Regions from separate parts of the Mus musculus genome. Here region 2 is linked to region 1. The links are chromatin contacts, called in public HiChIP or PLAC-seq maps. All regions are on one chromosome and are shown on one strand. Each heading gives the region's core, a stretch centred on a gene start, on an enhancer-like site or on the middle of the called end of the contact. The rest is flanking DNA. Distances are from core to core; before and after follow the strand shown. Region 1 overlaps Arhgef10l (Rho guanine nucleotide exchange factor (GEF) 10-like). Region 2 overlaps Padi2 (peptidyl arginine deiminase, type II).

Evidence for each region. HiChIP or PLAC-seq counts read pairs in DNA pulled down with a chosen protein or histone mark.
Region 2: a contact with region 1 is called in a FOXA1 HiChIP or PLAC-seq map of pancreatic cancer cells. The contact joins two enhancer-like sites. A contact is called at or near these places in 3 of 115 datasets of contacts at active chromatin or transcription factors (bone marrow-derived macrophages, cardiomyocytes and pancreatic cancer cells).

What each region holds. Positions count from the first base shown.
Region 1 is chr4:140,631,192-140,638,395 of GRCm38.p6, forward strand. All of the region lies in intron 1 of Arhgef10l (Rho guanine nucleotide exchange factor (GEF) 10-like), which reads right to left. Among named protein-coding and RNA genes, the nearest start is that of Gm42335, 30 kb to the left of the region's middle. Within about 2 kb of position 4,025, at least 50 of the 459 cell types and tissues checked have an H3K27ac peak or open chromatin away from gene starts, as enhancers often do. A contact at or near this core is called in pancreatic cancer cells, where this site is marked.
Region 2 is chr4:140,945,596-140,952,799 of GRCm38.p6, forward strand. It overlaps Padi2 (peptidyl arginine deiminase, type II), which reads left to right. Exons shown (of 16, transcript NM_008812.2): 14 at 1,083-1,168; 15 at 3,617-3,745; 16 at 4,096-6,991. The coding sequence ends at 4,329. Gm13031 (predicted gene 13031) reads right to left here. Exons shown (of 4, transcript NR_045911.1): 2 at 4,246-4,394; 3 at 2,762-2,869; 4 at 2,071-2,498. Among named protein-coding and RNA genes, the nearest start is that of Gm13031, 8.7 kb to the right of the region's middle. Within about 2 kb of position 2,691, at least 70 of the 459 cell types and tissues checked have an H3K27ac peak or open chromatin away from gene starts, as enhancers often do. A contact at or near this core is called in pancreatic cancer cells, where this site is marked.

The sequences.
Region 1 (7,204 bases), core at 2,775-5,274:
GGCTGAACTCTCAGAGAGATCAAGCCGTGCCCTGTGTGGGGTGCTGTCCCTTCCCAGGGAGCTCAGAGTGGCCTTCAGCTGCTCTCAGCATCTCTGGAGCAAGGTGGGGGAGGCTCATATACTCTGACCCTGCCCCAAGCCAGACTGCCTGGCACCACCAATCCACATCCACAGAGGAAACTGAGGCTCAGAGCTGCCCACAGTCAAGTTTAATCAGAGCTAGTCCATAGCTGAGCCCCAAGGCTGTCTGTTCCCAGTGTCCGAAGTTCGCAGGAGCTGGCAAGATGCCGCGGGATCGGGCCAGCACTTTCACCAGCCTCCCTTACACTTGACTTCAAGAAAAGATGCTGTCTGTCTACCTGGGGTGTGGAAAGGGCCAGGGGAAGCTGGATGGAGCTCTGAGTCCTGAACCCCCACGGTCTTTGAACAGAGTCAGGACCATGACCTTGGCCCAGGCAGGGAACTTCCCCAAACTCCTACTCTCTTTCATAATCAACTGACAAAATGGACTAGAGATGGCTATCAGAGGCATGCCTCAAGAGACTTCTGGGGGTTACCTACATCCCAGGTGATGTTCTCTGCTCTCCCAGTTGGTGCTCCTCACTTTCCCACATCCCAGTTGATGCTCCCCATTCTCCCAAATCCCATATGATGCTCCCTGCTACTCTCAGTTGGTGCTCCCCGCTCTTCCACATCCCATTTAGTGCTCCCTGCCACTCCCAGTTGGTGCTCCCCACTCTTCCACATCCCAGTAGGTGCTCCCTGCTCTCTTCCACATCCCAGCTGGTAGTGCTCCCTGCTCTCTCACCTCAGCTTCCTTCCCCACTATATTGAAATCACAGAGCCCTACGCTTCCGCCCACCCTGCCGTGCCCTGCTTTCACAGTGGCAAAGGGAGGCCACCACCCCTGACCCTTTCTGCTCTGAAGCCACCTCTGTCCTACCACATATCTTTGCAATGCCCTATGTGCCACTGTCAGACTTTGGCCACCATCTTACGAAGAATGAGTTCTGCCACCATATGTGTAGGTTCCATGTGGCCCCATGAGCAGGGCAGGACCCTGAAGCACACTAGTTCATTTATCTGATCCTGGCTTCCTCTTCCACTGAAAGCCCTTACCACACAGGGCACAGGAAGAGTTAAATGAGCCATAGGACGCCCTAGCACTGCAAATAAATAGACAAATCAATAAAGTAGCCATTCCTATAAAATGCCTTGGCGGGAACCTGGACACAGTAGGTGCTTAATAACTACTTATTGAATGAATAAATAATCACATAGTTCCCAGACTACAGTGCTCTGCCTCACACTCCCCCCCCCCAGCCCCTCATTGCCCTTCCTGGGATAGTGAAGGGTGTGTGTTGGCCAGGCCTCCCTGCAGTGTCTGGTCGAGAGCAGTTCTCACTGTGGGGAATGAGAGACAGCTAATGCATCCTGGGATAGCCACTATGGCCCAATGGTGAGCTAACCCTTAGCTCTCCAAGCCTCCTGTCCTCTTTACAACTGTGATTCCAGGACAAGGGGGTGGAGACTCAATAGGAGAGAGGCAGAAGTTGAAATCTAGACAGCAAGGTGGTCTGTCTTTCATTATGTAAATACAGCAATGACCATGGTTGTGGGGTGGCGGGGAGAGGACCTCCAGCCCTTGAGCCTGTACAGGCTGCACTGGGTCACTTGCAGAGCCACAAGCCCGGTACCCATCCCCAGAGAGAGCCACAAGCACGGGGACCGAAGCCTACACTTCCTTCTCAGGCCTGAAAAATAACTGGCTTGGGCAGGCAAAATGGCTCAGCGGGTAAAGGAGCTTGCCACCAAGGCTGACAGCCTAAGTTCAATCCCAGGGACATTCTACATGTAGCGTGCATGCATATACATGTGCACATGTGTGTAGATGCACACCCAAAAAATAATTATACAAACATACATGCATACACACACACATACGGCCAGCAAAGTTTGCTAACGTTTGGACCAGCAAAGTCCCTTCGGCCAGCAGACCCACTCAGGGACATGCACAATGCCCGAGTGATCTGTCAGAGACCTATGGCCCGGGCAGGAGAGATGGACAGCTCCCTCCCCATATGCTGCCCACACCCAGAACAATTTAAACTAAAAGGTGTTGAAATAGGGGTGGTGCCCAGATCACCACACGGATGCTACCTACCACGACTTCACAGTACAGTTGCATCCAAGGTTGTCCCATGGCCGGCAGCTCTTGCAAGGGACAAGGACACCGTCTTCCAAGTCAAAGGCTCAAACCTGGCAACCGAGGTCAGTAGTCTCATATCCCATTTGGATCTGCGTCTACTCAGAGGAGTAGCAGGAAAAGCCGGCCTCCCTCTTTGACTTTCAGCCACCCAATTATGTGCCAAGGACTACGGAATAACCAGACACCGTGGCCCATACCCATAATCCCAGCACTTGGAAGGCAATTCGATCAGGCATTCAAGGTCAGCCTTGGCTACATAGTGAGTAAGGGACCAGCCTGGACTACATGAGATCCTGTCATAGAAATCAAAGCAAAATGATGATGATGGTGGTGGTGGTGGTGATGATGATGATGATGGCTCCTATGACCCAGCCACGACATGAGGCTCTGGGAAGATGCTGTCATGTGACACAACCTTGGCCCTATGCTCACAGGAGCCATAAAGTCAGGAAGCATTCCAGGGCATACTGAGGCTCCAGCAGACCGCCCTCCCATCCCCCATTCCAACTCAACTCTCCAGGTCCAAGGCTCCTCCCTGGTACTCCAGGTCACAGCTGATGGCTGCCCACTGCATCCATCAAGAGGACATGCAGACCGGGCAGAGCTCCAGTCAACCCTGAGGACCCTTCACCTCACAGATACCTGCAGAGCATCTCCACAGAAGGACGATGGGAGGGTGGGGCTCCTCTGGTTCCTTTGCTCCTCCCAGGGGTGGGGTGGGGGTGAGAGGGTCACCACTGGGTTCCAATATGTCCCCTCCCCTCAGTTCACACATCTGCAGATTTCCTGTGCATCCAACCCAAAAACTGGGATTTTATTTTGAAAGTAGAGAGGTTCAGACCTGCTCTGGCTGTGTAGTCCTAGCTGGGCTCAAACTCACAGCAATCCTGCCTCAACCCTCCTGCCTCGGGTCTTCCAAGCGCTGAGGTTGTGAACACACACTAAGGTGCCTGGTAAGCCACTGGATCTCGTGAGGGAGGAGGGGGGATGAAGCCGCAACTGGGTGGAGGAGGGGGTGATTCTAGCACCAGGGGAGTGGGGGCCGAACACTCCACGGTGCACAGGATGGCCTCCCAGAGGATGCTTGTCCAGCCTCGGTGCCATGGTGTACAGTTGTAGCGGTATGGCTGTACTAGAACAGTCAGTGTCCTCCAACTGCCTTTGCTCCGGCCACTCTGCCCAGCTGCCCTGCTCCTCACTTGGGGTGAGTGTATTGCCTGGAGTCCAGGTCCCTTGCTGGGGTATCTTGCTCCCACCCCAGCAGCTCCACTTTCCCCTTTGAAACACCAAGGAGCCAGGATCATCACTCCTGTACAGAATATTCCCTGCTCACAGCGTCCTTCCTTCCCCAGGTCCCTGGCAATGCAGATTGAGCCCTCTCATCTCTCCCTGTGTGTCTGGCTGCCTCCCTTCCCGTGACAACCCAACCCCAGAGGGTGTTGCCCAGGAGGCCCTGTCCCTGTCCTTAATGCAGCAGACTCCTCTCAGATATTGGCTATGCCAGGAGAAGCACGGCCCCTGGGATGAGACACACCCAGCCTGCAGCATCCTCACTGGGAAAGCCAGTGCTCAGGATACTCAAAGCACTGCCCTGAGCCACGTGGCCCCCCGGCCTCCATCTGGCTGCCCAGGGACAGTCCTCCATAGACCCATACATAGCGTCTTCCAGGGAACGACTCCTGCCAGGTTTTCAGGACAAGGCACCCAGCAGGGGAAAGTGGAAACCACAAGAGACCATATTAGGGGGGGAAATTGCAGAAAGTGAAATGAAGACCAGTCTGCAGAGGAAGGCTGGCCTTGTGACTCATGTCCCCAAGAATATGCCATGCGGAGCTGGCTCCAGCTCATGCCAGAAAGCCAGGAAACCCAACCCACCCCAAGCCACATCGGGACCAGTTGGGCCTCATGTTGGGTCATGTGCCTTCGCCACCAACGCCCAGCAGCTATGGCATGATATTGGTGACCTTGGCGTTCTGATGTGACCCCTCCCTGTGAGATGGGAGTGAGGACGTTCCTGAACAGGGCTACTGGGTCACCTCTGACTGCAAGAGCGTGAGCAGGCAAAGCCAGCGTTTCCGTTTGCCTCCGTGAGCAGGCAAAGCCCAACTTCTCTCCCCTCAGGGCCCTTTAGTGGACTGACCCCTATCTGTCCTGTCTACAGCAGCCAATACCATGGGGGAGTAGACTTAGGTATCTCAGCCCCAGTGTGGCTCTCAGCCATAAGGAGTGACCACTGAGAACCTGGGTAAAGTTGAACACACCTGCACGCACACACCACACACACACACACACACACACACACACCACACACATCACACACATACACACCACACTCACACACGTACACTCGTGCACTCACACACTCATGCACACGTGCACACACACACTCATACATACACACACAAACACAAACACTCGCACACACACACACCGTACACATACCACAAGCGCCTACTCTTATGAGTACCCATCACTCGGTCCTCACACCATCTTGGACATGGGGCTCTGTTCCTGCCTCTCAGAGGATCCCCTCACACTGAATGTGACAAAGACACAAGAAAAACTCAGAGGCTGGAGCCCAGGTACCAGAGACCCAAGCTGCACGCTAGCTGCGTGCATGTAATTCAACACCTGGGTTCTTGCGGTACCCAATGAGTGACCTTCCAGTGATGCCTGGTTGGCTAGTTGGGGGGGGAGGGGTTACTCCTAGGTCCCAACCCAGACTCAGGAGAGCCCATGGTGTTCTACCATGAAGATGTACTGAGCAAGTCTGGCACCACCTCACATCAGCATGGCAGAAGGCAAACTTCAGGCATCACTCAGTCAAGGCATCCTGGGATAGGTCAGACAGCCAGGATGCTCCAGGTCCCAGTGACACAAGCAGGATTTTGCAGGAAAGCCAAGCCACGGGACCACCCCCATTGCTGTGTGACCCTGAGCTAGCAGCAGTCCTGAACAAGGTTAGATCCAGAACATACTCCCTAGTACAGAGTAGGTGCCCTCTCCTCCCTGGCTGGCCTGTAATTCAGCCAAGTCCCCCAAAGCCAGTCCAGACAAGTTTGTGATGGAAGCCAGATATATGGGTTAATATTTACCTGCAGTGACCCAGATCTCACAGCGCATCAAGCATGCCCCACCCACCCATGCCCTTCTGAGCACCTGAAATTCAGAGCCAACCTAAGAGTATGGGCCAAGCAGGAAGTGAGGGAGAGGGGGATAGAGTATGAGTCCATGGAAGATGGTAGCCAGGGCAGCACCCCAGCCAGAGCACCCAGCTGTGAAGATCTCAGGCACGTGACACTGTTGGGGGGAGGGGGGGCATGAGCACATGAACTATAGAGACCACAGCTGACCACAGTCTCTATGGTCACTGCATGACCCCATGACCCTCATCAAACCCAGAGTTCACTTTGCCTGTTTGGCCCTGTGTTTTCCAACCTCAGGGAGAAGCCACAACGCAAATGAGTCAGACGCTAAGGCTCCTGGCCTCTTGGGTTGTCTCTCCCCAGACAGATGGGAAACCTGAGCTCAGAGCAATGAGCCAGCCTGCTGAGAGGTCCTGGTGTCCGTCTGAGGTATAGGTGGGGTTTGGGTCTAGTCTTCCCTCATTGAGACTGTTAATACCAGCCACAGAGGCCAGGCAGCCTGCAACCGTCACTCCGTGCTAACTATACTCTGCGCATCATCCATATGAATCTCTTAGTCCATGCAACAACTGCTATTACCCAAAATAGAAAAACTAAGTAGAAATGGAGAGAGGCTGAGACACTTAGCCCATGACACACATGGCAGAAATAATTGAAGAGGCTCAGGGTCTCAGCCATCACCTCTACATGACCCACTCATTACACATCCCCCACTATGCCCGGGGCATGAGAATGCCAAAGAAGGGCAGAGGAGGAAGGGAGAAGGCTGGGACCCCTCAGTTTGGTCTGCGTAGCCAGGACAGCGTGTAACAGTGACATTCCCCGCCTCCACCCAGCTCATGGCCCCACAGAGCCTAGCTCCTCCGTGTGCCTCAGAGGCTCTGTTCTGACCCATCTGCTGCTCCCACCGTTTGTTGGCAGATCCTGTGGACCAAGCCTTGTGGGAAGGGGAAGACAAACGTAGCTTAAGCTTAGCAATGGAAGAGATGCCCACCTGCCCAGCCCCCAGGGACTGGACCCTCCGTCCAATCTAAGGCTGTCCCCACCTCATCTGCCTGGGATCCTCCCACTCACTACCTCTCTCGAGCCTCAGCCCAGGCTAAATGCTTCCCATGATGACCACAGGATAGCCAGCACATGCCCTTCTGAGCACCTGAAATTCAGAGCCTCAGCCATTTGCTTTGTTTTCTGACCCCCAGAGGGAAGTGATTATACTTCCTCTCTATCTGTCGAGGTCCCTGAGGGTCCCCAGCACACACTGAGGAGCCAGAGCTGGGTGGGAGGATGGAGGATAAAGGATGGATAGACAGGTGAGTGGGTGAGATGTGTGGACTGGAGGATAAATGATAAATGTGTGGGTGGGTGGATAGATGGGTGGGTGGGAGTGTGGGTGGGGTAGATGGACAGGTGAATGAATGTCTAAATGGATGTGTGAATGGATGGATGAGTGGAACAGTGCATGGTAGATGGGTAGATGGATCAGTGCATGGATGGAAGTGTGGGTAGGTGAATGAAAGGGATGGATAGAAGAGGGGTGATAGGTGAGTTGATGGATGGGTTTTGGATAGGTGGGTGGGTTAAAGGGTGAATGGATAGATGGGTGGATGGATGAGTGGATGGATAGATGGGTGGATGTGTGGATGGATGGATGGATGGGTGGATGGATGGGTAGATAGATGGATGGGTGGGTAGATGATGGATGGATGGATGGACGGACGGATGGGTAAGTAAACAGCTGCATAGGTGCCAGGGCAGGTGAATATTAGAGAAGATAGAAGAACAAGTGGATGAAGAAATGACAGGAAGTCATCAGAAGTGCTTTGGAACTCTACTCCAACCTGGAACATAC
Region 2 (7,204 bases), core at 1,441-3,940, 310 kb after region 1:
GAGTTCCAGGACAGCCAAGGCTGTGATAAAACTAAAATAACAAACATAGATAGATGGATGGATGGATGGATGGATGGATGGATAGATGGATGGACAGACAGATAGATAGATAACACTGCTATCCTGTTCTAGCCTCCTGGTGGCAAGTTTTTTTTTCTGCGTTGGCAGGTGTAAGGCTTGGCTTTCTAGAAGTTTCCTTTCTATCTTAAGCTTGCCTCAAATGCTGCCTCCACACACCATGGTTAGAAATATTAATGCCATAGAGTCACGGAGAGGACTGTGGCGTGGTGGCAGCACAGGGGCAGGGTCCCACAGCCCTGGTCTCTTTGGTGTTGTGACGCTACAAGTCTGGGCCATGCAGAGAGCTGACAGGCTATATATAAATAAAATATAACACTTTTAGCACTCGGGAGGTGGAGGCTGAAGGTTGTAGGTTCAAAGCCAACCCATAAGAAAAAAAAAACTAAAAGGAAAAAATAATGTTAATCAAATATACAAGGCTCACAGCCTTGTGGTCCGGCTGCCTGTGTGGCCACTTGCTGTGTAGGGAAACGCAGCTTCCTCACCTTTAACAGTAGCAGCTACCTCACAGGAACATGGGGAAGACTGTCTGGGGAGCACGGCTAGCATTTAAAAGATTACTTATCTAGTGTATACAAGGTCCTGGCTTCCGACCAAAGAACAGACTGCAGGCACTTGGATGTCACTAATCTGACCTAAAGCCTCCAGGCTATGGAGCTAGAGTCAGAGGCAGGCTCTCTCCAGGGCCAGCACTGAGTAACAGGAGGGGTGTTTGAACCCTGGTCAGCTGCTAACATTCAAAGGGGGCACCCAGGTGACTTCTCCTCCTGCCAGAGAGCACAAGGTGCCTGCACCCCCATTCCTGGCTTAGGAGACATGGTTGGTCTGGAGAGGGGGACACACATGCCTCCCTGGGTAGAAGGAGATCACCCCTCTTCCCCATCCATTCCCCCCACCTCACTCCCACCCCATTCCCCACCCCCCTCCACTGCCAGCAAATAGCTCAGATGGGACACCCAGGCAGGCACCTGAGATTTACTGTCACCCTCTGACCCCCACAGGCCTGGGAGGCATGAGCAGCAAGCGCATCACCATCAACAAGATCCTGTCCAATGAGAGCCTCACGCAGGAGAACCAGTACTTCCAGGTACAGCGGTGGGAGGGCAGGAAGGGATGGCAGACTGTGTGAGGTCTTGGCAGAGGCTGGTTCTATGGGAAAGGTCAGGGGCTCGAGGCTTCTGGCCCAGAGAGACCAGCAAGCACCTGCTGGATCTACTTGCTGTGTAGTAGATCCAGAAGCGCAGCGGTGGGCTCAAGGAGCCTCGAACCCAGCAGGAGATGGGAAAGCAGTTGTACTTGTAGGCCCAGAGTTCTATCAGACAAGTGCTCGGAGCAGACACGCCCCTTAGAGCCACACCAAAGCTTCAGACTTGTTGCCTGAATAGCGGTGGCCTGAGCCCATCCCTCACACTGAAGCTTCGGCAGCTCACACAACCCTGAGGGACTGCTGTGGGTGTGACAGTCTGCTCGAGTCTTAAACGTTGCACCAGACATTAAACCCAGCGCCCAGGAGAAGTAGCTCCATTGGGAGAGCTCTTGTCTTGAAAGAAAGAAAACCTTGGATTTCGTTTTATGATGATCTAGGTTAAGCCAGGGGCAGGTGGATCTGTGAGTTCAAGGTCAGCCTGGTCTTCAGTTCCAGGGCAGCCAGAGCAACACACAGAGAAACCCTGTCTCAAACAAACAAAAAGGAAGAAAGGAAGAAAGGAAGGAAGGAAGGAAGGAAGGAAGGAAGGAAGGAAGGAAGGAAGGAAGGAAGGAAGAAAGGAAGAAAGGAAGAAAGGAAGAAAGAAAGAGAAAGAGAGATAGAGGAGAGAGAGAGAGAGAGAGAGAGAGAGAGAGAGAGAGAGAGAGAGAGAGAGAGAGAGAGAGAGAGAGAGAGAAAGCAGATCCAGTGCAAAGTAAATGCCCACTTGGCTCCTAAGCATGCAAGGTGTTAGATTTCTAAGTCAATTTGAAGAGTCAAGAGGCAGAAAACAGACCGGAGGCTGACCTCAACAGACTGGACTGTTTATTTAAAACAGGGAGGGGCAGACACAGCAAGAAAGGGGTGTCTGTGGAAGGGGGAGGGGTTCTTGGGGTTTATATAAAAGGGGAGGGGAGGGAAAAGTTAGGTGCAACTTAACTTGGGTTGCGTGCAAACCCCAAGTTTCTCTCTCCCGGAGTTGTTTGCCTAGACAGGGCGGGCTTTATCTTTAGAATCTGTCCTGACCTTGCTGTCAGGTTGTGGGTCACAGTGGGCCACTGAGTCAGGCAGCAGAAGTGAGGGAAGTGGGCAGGAGTCTCAACACAGGGCCTTGGTCAGGGCTGGGCAGAATTTGTTCAAAGTCCTATGGTTGTGTGGACTTCAGGCACAGGCTGATCAGAGCTCCAGCTGTGCTAGCTCTGTTGGTCGGTATGTGCAGGTACCCTCATGGCTGCGGGAGGTTCAAAGCCTTACATAAATACCCGCACAGCACCCTCGAATACAGAGCTCTTAGATGGCCTGCATCTCACTCTGCCTGGGGGGGGGGGTGTCAACCTGAACTGATGAACATGGTCAGGGAGTTTCCCAGTACCAGTTTGCTCAGTCATGAGTCACTATAAACCGCATCCCCCTCCGCCCCCCACCCCCCATCCCACTCTAGGCTTAATCACTGAGGTAGGAGGAAATGGTAAGAGACAACTAGTTAGCTCTCACCTGAAGGTCAGAGAAGTTGGTACAACCCAGCCACTCTCTGAAGCAGGACCCGCTGAAGCTGAGCCAACGCCTCACTGGGGCTGACCTCTGACTATCCCTCCATGATCCCTGCAAGAAACAAAGACACACACACACACACACACACACACACACACACACACACACACACACACACACTGTAGTAAGTAAGAGCTCTGGAGAAGCCTAGTATCAAAATCTTACAGCTTTGCAAAGCCCAGACGGCAGGTGCGGTAATTGACAGCGGAGGAGAGTTTAAGCACTAAGGCCCCACCCCTCCCTGCTGTCCTCCTTAGCTGAGTGAGCAGGAGAGCAAAATCCTCCAGGGTCACCTGGGCCTCTGCCACTTAAAGTTTGTCTGGTTTTCAGTGAAGACTGTGCAGAGTTCAGGCTCTGGCTTACGGCCTGTTTCCCGTGGTCAGGGCCATCTGTGGGTTGCAGGCGAGCTCACCTGCTGCAGTTTTCTACTGCAAAGTTTAAGTTGGAAGGGGTTGTAGCTAGACTGGCAAGCATTAGCAGGAGAGTTTTCTGTCCATTTGTAGCTGTGCCTCAAGTCACTTTTTGAAAATGGTCCATTAAGCCAGGCATAGTGACATATGCCTTTAGGCCTAGTACCTTTGAATCTCTGTGAGTTCAAGGCCAGCTTGGTCTATATAAAGTTTTAGGACAGCCAGAGCTACAAAGAGAGACTGTCTCAAAAAATGAGGAATGGATTGTCTTTTTTTTTTTTTTTTTTTCTTATCCCTGGGGGGAGATGCTGGAGAGGTGACAGGGATACCAGCTAAGCAGGTGTGTGTGTCCCCGGACTTCAACGCTTCCTCTTTCCCCCTCCCCCAGCGCTGTCTGGACTGGAACCGCGACATCCTTAAGAGGGAGCTAGCGCTGACTGAGAAGGACATTATTGACCTGCCCGCGCTCTTCAAGATGGATGAAAATCACCAGGCCAGGGCTTTCTTCCCTAACATGGTGAGATACTCCAGCCCCAACCCCTCATGCCACCCCCAGCAGGGTGCAAACAGCCCCAGAAGGGCCCAGCTGAGTTGCTGGGTAACCTCACCTCTGACCCTTGCCCTCTCTGAGCCTCTCCATTCCCTGCTAGGGGTGACATGCTTAGCCTTGCTTTCTTACTAGGTGTCTATCCCCTGGCCCATTACTCTAGACAGGAGAGTGCTTGGCAAAAACTATCACAGCTCAGAATCTGTGCCTGTGTTTCCCCACCTCTAGAGGAGGATCCCTGACAACACGCCCTACATAGATAGGACTTGACGCCCTCAGGCAAACAGTGGCTGCTCCCTAAACACTCGCTCCCCTCCCAGGTGAACATGATCGTGCTAGACAAGGACCTGGGCATCCCCAAGCCTTTCGGGCCCCAGGTGGAGGAGGAGTGCTGCCTGGAGACGCACGTTCGAGGCCTGCTGGAGCCCCTGGGCCTCGCCTGCACGTTCATCGATGACATCTCCGCCTACCACAAGTTCCTGGGAGAGGTTCACTGTGGCACCAATGTCCGCAGGAAGCCGTTCACCTTCAAGTGGTGGCACATGGTGCCCTGACTGCCTTTTCCTTTTCCTCCTCCGCTGCGGTCTCTGGGTCCTTCCTGTACCCCCAAGTCCTTCCCCTACAAGAAGCAGATGGGATTGGGGGATATATGTGCCTTGCTGTCCCCTGGAGAAGGACCTCAGTGTCCACTGAAGCCCCACCCCCACCCCAGTAAGCCCAGCCATCCTCCACCTAAAACTAGTGGGACATGTGGTTAGTGTGCAGAGCCCTGGCCAGGGAAAGGGGACATCAACAAATCATGTAGTCAGATTGTCCCCAGGAATTCTCAGCCTCTACTCCAGGCCAGAATGAGGGAAGGGAGAAGGGAGGCTCTGAGGTCATTGGCTCTCCCAGCATCCATCTGACATTCAAGGTAGACCAGGAGAGGGTCCTGGAGTACCTTGGATGGTACCCTCACTTCAAGCTCACCTCCCTCGGGGTCTCCTGGTGGCTGGCTCCCTGCACCTGTTCATTCCTTACAGTTTCCCGTACACGTTGCGTCCCCACTCCCTGAGGGTCCAATCATTCAGCACAGAATCTTCCAGAAATAGGTCTTAGCAGAGGAGCGTTCTTCACTTTCTGTGGATGCGGGCTGCCCAAATTTAGGAGAAAGGGGAGGTCTCAGACTAGCATCCACGGTCTAAAGTTCGGTATATGAAGATGCTCCTGCCTGTCAATGCTATTTCTGTTCTCTCACCTGGTCCTCAATTCTCTGGCCAGTTCTTGGGCTCATTGCTCTTCCTATTTTGGACATTGACCTTCCTGTTCTGGACATTTGTCCCTCCAGCAGCTACACAGCCAGATCCAGGCCTCCCGAGAGCCTGAGAAGCAGCCTATCTCTCCTCATGGATGCTGGCCCCAGTGTCCAAGGATGCTGGCCACGTTCCAGCCTCAGTGCTCCCTTTCCAGCTAGCTGCTGCTCCAGAGGAGGAATTTCCCAGCATGCTTTCCAAAGGCTCCCATCCAGATACAGGCAAATTTACCCCTCGGCTTCCATTAGAAAGACCCCCAGGAGCTGCAGAGATGGCTCAGCAATTAAAAATGCTCCCTGCTCTTGGAGAGGACCCAAGTGCAGTTCTCAACACCTGCAACTGTCTGTAATCCCAGATCCAGAGGCTCCAGTACCCCGTTCTGGCCCCTGAGGGCACTGCACACATGTGTACAAACCCATACACATAAATACATTTGTTAGGGTCTGGAGAGATAGGGCCCGGTGGTGCACAATCTGCTATTGCAGAGTACCGGGGTTCAGTTCTCAGCACCCAGGTGGTGGCTCACAACTACCTATAACTCTAGTTCCAGGGGGTCCAATGCTCTCATCTGACCTCCACGGGCTTCTGCACATACATGGTTCACATACACACACTCAAGCACACATCCAAGTAAAGTAAAATAAATGATATTTAAAAAATAAAAAAAAATTTTAAATAAAAAAGGTCCTTTAAGGCCAAGAAGATAGGAAATATTAATTCTACTTTGAAAGGTTAAACAGCTCCATTTTATAACCAAAGAAAGGGTTACAGACCTACATTATTTTTTTTTATTAAAGATTTATTTATTTATTTTATGTATATGAGTACACTGCAGCTGTCTTCAGACACACCAGAAGAGGGCGTCAGATCCCATTACAGATGGTTGTGAGCCACCATGTGGTTGCTGGGAATTGAACTTAGGACCTCTGGGCGAGCAGTCAATGCTCTTAACCACTGAGCCATCTCTCCAGCCCCAGACCTACATTCTTAGGGGAACAAGATTTTTACCTTGGATTATTTCCTCAGCTATGCAATCAACGGGTTGTATGCTACTGAGCAGTGGGCACAGACTTAGACTCCGATAACATAAGCTAACCGTAGACTCGCTTGTCCCCTGCAGACAAAGCGCACATCTACGTGGCCGCACTTGCCCTTGCTGTGGTAGGCTCTTTGGGAACACTACCCAGTATATCCAATAAGCATACGCTCAACAGTCACTGCCTTCGAGAGTTAGGGTCGTGTCTTCTTCTCCATCCAGTTGGGCCAACAGCCATGCCAGGTCGGGCCTCAGAGCCTCCAAAGCTGCCATCATCTGTCTCTGGAGACAGTGGTCCCTGCTCTTGAGGGCAAAGCCCCAAATCCTGTCTCCTGCTCCAGAGTAGAAAACACGGGCACCTCTCTGAGGGAGCTGATGTGGAGAGGTGGGGGCTTGTGGTGTTCGGTTAAAGTGACTTTACTGCTTTTATTTTTATCTGGGGTGGGAGGAAGTGAGCACCTCCCATATGGCAGCCGCGTGGCTTTGTAGACTGCTACAATACTCCCTGGTGGCATTGGTTGTCTCAGAAATTTCTGGAACTCCAGGACTCAGACACTGCCTGTCCCATCTCACTTACTCACCCAGTGTGACTCCCCCCCAAGTGTGGATGCCCCCTTGCCTCCCCTGGGTGGACTCCTTGCTCTTCCCCACCCCCACTGTGTTTTGTTTTGTTTTGTTTTTAACTTAGGCCCAGATGCTTCTGGGCTACACCAGTTCCTGTTTCGATGTGAGTTTTGAAATGCTCCGTGAAGGGCTGAGGGACGGCAGGAAGATGGCGGGAGCCAGGCAGTACCAACTTCCTGGCGAAGAAGCCAAGATGGAGACTGAGAAGTGTTTGGGGAAGAGCCAAAATAAAGAGCAATAAAATAAGCCGTCCACGGGAAGCTACGCGGCTCTGGGTGACATTCTTTGCGGCTTCTGAGACATAGACACAAGTCAGTCAGATCACATGTGGCCCTTGTGGTCATGAAGCTCCTATTGTTCTGAACATAAAGTCTTGATCCTTATCAAACTCATCTCGAGGACCCAGCACCACCCCATCTTGCCCCCCACACACACACACATACACACACATACACTCTCAGGACTGTGTGTCACACA